Regions from separate parts of the Anas platyrhynchos genome. Here region 1 is linked to region 2. A link is a contact called in public Hi-C data. All regions are on one chromosome and are shown on one strand. Each heading gives the region's core, a stretch centred on a gene start, on an enhancer-like site or on the middle of the called end of the contact. The rest is flanking DNA. Distances are from core to core; before and after follow the strand shown.

Region 1 (2,700 bases), core at 140-2,639, 320 kb before region 2:
GTTGTCCACCAGGACCCCCAGGTCCTTCTCCTCAGAGCTCCTCTCCAGCAGGTCGTCCCCCAGCCTGTACTGATACATGCGGTTGTTCCTTCCCAGGTGCAGGACTCTACACTTGCTCTTATTAAACCTCATTTGGTTTCTTCCTGCCCAGCTCTCCAGCCTGTTCAGGTCTTGGGAATGGCAGCACAGCCTTCTGCTGTGTTGGACACTCCTCCCAGCTTTGTGTCATGGCTGTACTTGCTGAGGGTGGGCACTATTCCCTCATCAAGGTCATTGATGAAGATGTTGAGCAAATGTTAAATGTTCAACATTTAACAAAATATTAAAGCTTCTTCATATTGTTATTCGGCCTTCCCTTCCCTTCCCTTCCCTTCCCTTCCCTTCCCTTCCCTTCCCTTCCCTTCCCTTCCCTTCCCTTTCCCATCATTTTTTAATCATTTTTAAAGAGAGATCCTGAACACTCTCTCTCCATGTTTCTGTCAGAAAATACTATATACACTACAGTTTTGTGATGTTTGAGTATACTGTTGATCTTCCACAGACAATCTGTGTGAAAAATTCATTTGGCAGGGATCATGTTGCCCAAGGAGGTCATCTTACAGTCTTGTCAGGCAGCTGTTTATGGCAGTACAGTGAGTCACAGAAGTGAGCCGGGATTTCTTCTGAGGGTTGAGGAGAGGGTGTGAAAAGCCGGTCTACCAGTAAGCAGATAAAAACTGCCCAGAATCCAAGACTCAACCTTGGATAAGCACATATGGACTCCTCAGAGGGAGAAATGAGATCGTTTCTCCACCTAAAACTGAATTTGTTTATGGTTGACCACGGGAACCATTCTGTGGGATAGTTTTGGCTGCCCTGGTGCCTTGTGCTTGCTTCCCACTGCCTTGCAGCCCTCCCATGCCGTGTGGGATGGCTGCCGTGGGTTTTGGTGGCCCTGAGGCGAGGGTGGCGGCACCCTCGGTCCCACTGAGCCTTAGCCCTTGTGGCCAAGTGGGCCTCCCCAAAATGGCCCAGCCTGACCAGAAAAACGCTTTCTTAGCGAACACAGCTTCTGTAGGACGCTTCATGGGAGCATATTCAGTGTGACAGAATTTTCCAAGTCACTTGAAACTGAAGGCCTCCCTCGACTGGAGAACAACTCCGAGCAGTCACATTACAACTTGGTATTACACAGTATGTAGACCAAAATGTAAGCTTTCACGAGGTTCAGCCTGTGCTTCTGACCCCGAAAAGGCCGCAATACGCGATTAAAAGAGACAGAGAAACTCGCGTGGCACCCCTGACGCCAAGCACCCTCCTGAATGGCCGCCCGCCCGCTCCAGGCGCTGCGCCTGCGCCTCCCGCCATGAGGCCGGGCCCGCCCGCCGCGCGGCCGCGGCGCCACAAGATGGCGCTGTCGCCATGGCAATGAGGCAGCGGCCTGGAGCTGCGTGCAGGGCTTTCAGCGTCACTTCTGTCACCCCGGCCCTGTGTGCACAACCCTGGCTGTGCCTCACCCTGCCTCCACACAGCTGGAGCTGCAGGATGGCGTCCTGCCTGGCCTTAGCTCGTCCCCATCACTGTGGCACTCATGGATGTCCTGAGCCGCACCTGGCTCTGCTTCCCCTCACGTAGTAGCACAGGCTGGTGGCATGGCCCGTCCCGGTCACCCCAAGCTCTCCGATGAGGGAGGCCCAGCCAGCACAGGGATCTGTCTCCCTAATGGCCTCATGGCTCCCTTCAACAGCCCAACACGGCTTTAGTTCAAGGGGTTCAGGCCAACCCACTCAGAAGTAGGTGCAACACCACTGAAGCTTTCTGTGGGCTTTCTAGATTATGTTAAATGCACTTTGAAAACAACAATAAAACAAAACAAAACAAAAATACATTAATATTGTGGCCAGCAATGTGGCAAGGATTACAGAAAAAAAAAAAAGTGTTGAAAGAATAATGTGGGGGAAAAAGTGATTTTGTACTCTACTGCAATACCTTTGTGTGAATAGATTGGCCCTATGAAAGGAAAGCAAACATAAACTTGACAACAACTGGGTATAACTGCACTTGTGAAGAAAAATGGGTGCTTGTGTAGGGCTGACAGGAAATCTGAAGTTTGATGTGTAGAGGCCTACAGATCACCTCACCAGTGCAGCATCAAACTCACCTCCTTGCTTCCAACAAAAGAACATATTTACAGAATCACAGAATCACATTACATCAGGTTCTTTCAGAAAGAATATGCATTTCCTAAGGGAAGTTGGGTTTTTCATAATTTGATGTGCTTATTGATTTCTTGAAGGTCACTATTCCTCCTACATTTTATTCCCAATAAACCTACCTGGATAGGTAGAAACAGCTGAATTTTTCTTTGATTCCTGCTAATTTGGCCTCATAGTAATTCATCACAAATGCTTCACAAGTTAATTATGTTCTGGGAAACAAAATTTCGTATCATATCTGTTACTGGCTGTTGCCATTTAATTTCATTTGTGCACCTCTTGTCAATAGAGTGCAAGGCACAGTAAACCTTACAGACTTTTCCATTTGTTTTTCATAAACATCTGCTAATGTCAGTTCTAATTCACTTCCTCCTCCTCCTACCTTTAATCTGTTTTCTCATGAAAGTATTTTGCATGTGAATAGTTGTTCCTGTCCGTCCTTGAAGCTTCTCCATTTCTATGCTACGGTTTTTGAAAAGAGGCGTCTAGCTGAGACAACAATATT
Region 2 (2,700 bases), core at 110-2,609:
TCTTGGGTTCGGTTCTACCCACAAGGATTTGAGCTCACGTGCAGTGGGGCTGCTCCAAGGAGCAGAAGAAACGTCAGGCAAGCAGGAGACTTCCCTTTAAAAACACTCTTGGAACCAGAGCAGTAGTGGGGATGTGTCTGCCTGTTTGCTTTTCCTGTAAACCTTTGGCATGTTTTCGGGAAGACCTGGAATTTTTATTAGGGCCAGAAAAAAGGGCCACAAGAATCTTGATAAATTTTCTGAATGTATTTGGAATATGCGGTCACAAGTATTTAAAAAAAAATTCTAGTGTGCCCTTTGCAAATTAGGCTGGACATGGAAGACTGGTAGGAATTCTGTGTCACTTCTACTTACTTTTGGATGTTTTTTTTGTCTTTTCTGTTATTTAGTTGTATCTAAAATAAAGAGCAATATCAATATGCTATTAATTGCCCCAAACAAGTAGTTAATTGCACACAGAAACAGCAGATTTGGGGGAAATAAAGTGCCATTACTGATGTATATTTGTTAGTACGTGGGGTATGTGTGTACATGCATGGGTACATTCATATGTAAAGGTAAATCTATTTCTACCCCTCTGCTTTTTCTTATTTACAGTCTTCTCTCTTTGTTTCTGTTTATATTTATGTGATGCCACTTGTCTGAAATCTGTCACCTTCTAAACAAACTGAGAAACAGCAAACTGCGGGGCTGGTTGGCGTTGTGGTTGTGGTGGGTCCCGTCTGCACCTGGGGCTGGATGGGGGCTCAGGTCGTTCCTGCTCACTTACTTTCCCCAAAGCCCCGCGGGGAGCTCCTGTGGGAAGCTATGGGGCAGCCTGGTCCCCAGGGCTGGTAACAGTGGTGTTGTAGCTTCCCCATCACACGAAACAGAGGTCATGGCTGCTGCTTCAGATGGCCACATGACTGGCAACTCAGGCTGGAGGTGGCCACGCTACAGGGCCTGCTGCTGGGGGAGCCTGGCTTGACCTGCTGCTGTCAGCCTGGCATCAGCCTCACGTGTGTCATAGGGGGAGAGTTATCCTGTCCCCTCCTGTCATGTGGCTGCTGTCTCCTCTCTTCAGTTTGACAGCTTGCTTTGGGGATGGAAGGAGGCTCTTTGGCTTTGCTCTTCCTTCCACAATTCCTCCCTTGGGTGCCATGGGTGTGCCATGGCTCTTGTGGGGAGAGGGCGCTAGGAAAAGGCTTTGCAGGACAAATAAACAAGCTCTGGAAAAATGGATAAAGCAATATCTTGATTTAAAAAAAAAAAAAGGGAAACTTTTGCAGCCTTTTCAGTTTCATGCCCTCATCAGGCAAGCTGTGTATTTATTTAACACATTTCTGTATTTTTGGAGTTGTTACCGTACCAAAACCAGTGTTACACTGCCACCTCTTGATAGCTGGGTAGGAAAACAAGTTTCTAGGAGCTGAGTGGCAGTACTTGTCCTTACCTTACCAAGCAGCCTGTTTAGAAACACTTTGAACCAGCCTTGAAAAATTACACTCATTTGACTTGGGCAGGGTGAATAAGACTTTTGAACGACAAGCGAAATGTTAGCTTTTTCTGTAGTTATCCAGCTACGTAGCATGTGACAAGCAAATTTGTGGCATTTCAACAATTCTGCTTTGAGCGGGGGAGCCCTTTTTATTTTAATAATATGGATCTTTTCTATGTAGCACGTAGTGCTCGTATCTGCTTCTTGCATCTTGATCCATCTTTCTGGATGGCACCGTGAGATTTTAAAAATCAGTAACAGACTCATGTCACAGACAATGCTGTTTGTGTGTTTCACATAAAAAGCCTTCTTACAAGCCTTTTTAAATTTAATTACCTTTTAATTACCTTTATTTATTTTTTTTTGTTTCTGAAGGATATTGCTTCTGCAGAACTTTTCTGCAATGAGAAGTGTTTAAAGATGATTTGTACCAGGCTTGACAACAAGAACTGGTTGCTAATGCATGAAATGGCTGAAAATGGCATTCATTTCACACACTGCTCAATAAGCGATTCCCCAAAATGTGCAGTAATTTGCCAGGTATACGCTGTATGCCCGGCACCACCAGGGGCTGTGCATGGGGGTAGTGTGAGCATAGTACCAGCGTACCTTTAAAAGTTGAGCTGCACTAGCAAAAAGTTTTACTGGAACCAGTTATTTTCTTCCCTTAAATAGAAATGAGAAGATTCTCCATAGCTCTGCCTTTTTGTTTATTTCCTTAAGAAACTCCGAGCATCTTGCTCCCTTCCCTAGCACAGCCCTCAAGCCCAGGCCTCGCAATGAGTGTTGGAAGGCACAAGGCCGGGTTTTCCGTGGCCGCCTCCAGCCTGGTTCCTGGCTCCCTGTCTCCCAACCCCAATGTTCTGCGCTCCCCTTTGGCTCTTTGGGGTGTCCCTGTGCCCTGCAGCCCTGCCTGGTTTCAGGCAAATGCACCCCTTTGGTGCCCAAATTGTCTGTAGCCTCTCTGTTTGTGGGGGAGCTCGGCTGGGCCTCTTCTCTCCCAGCCACCATGGCTGTGGAGCCTCGTCCCTGAGAGCTCTCCCCTGTCAGATCCACTTGAAATGGGATGGTGAAGTTCAAAAGTCAGATGTTGAGAGGCGGCGTGGTTATTTTGTCCTGTTTCCTTGGGGAATCTTGCTGGGAAAAAAATGCCTGGAAGCAATATGTGAAGCCTTCTACTATTTGGCAGCCCTGTGATGCAAGTCAGTCTTTAGTTGCTGTGT

What was found. Hi-C and Micro-C count contacts between places; a contact is called where the count stands out from the background.
Region 1: a contact with region 2 is called in a Hi-C map of subcutaneous adipose tissue, with 2.7 times the contacts expected there. The contact joins two enhancer-like sites. A contact is called at or near these places in 3 of 8 Hi-C or Micro-C datasets (skeletal muscle and subcutaneous adipose tissue).

What each region holds. Positions count from the first base shown.
Region 1 is chr9:7,223,795-7,226,494 of IASCAAS_PekinDuck_T2T, reverse strand. No RefSeq gene overlaps it. Among named protein-coding and RNA genes, the nearest start is that of ZMAT3, 180 kb to the left of the region's middle. Within about 2 kb of position 1,389, at least 4 of the 8 cell types and tissues checked have an H3K27ac peak or open chromatin away from gene starts, as enhancers often do. A contact at or near this core is called in subcutaneous adipose tissue, where this site is marked.
Region 2 is chr9:6,907,205-6,909,904 of IASCAAS_PekinDuck_T2T, reverse strand. All of the region lies in intron 3 of TBL1XR1 (TBL1X/Y related 1), which reads left to right. Among named protein-coding and RNA genes, the nearest start is that of TBL1XR1, 86 kb to the left of the region's middle. Within about 2 kb of position 1,359, at least 2 of the 8 cell types and tissues checked have an H3K27ac peak or open chromatin away from gene starts, as enhancers often do. A contact at or near this core is called in subcutaneous adipose tissue, where this site is marked.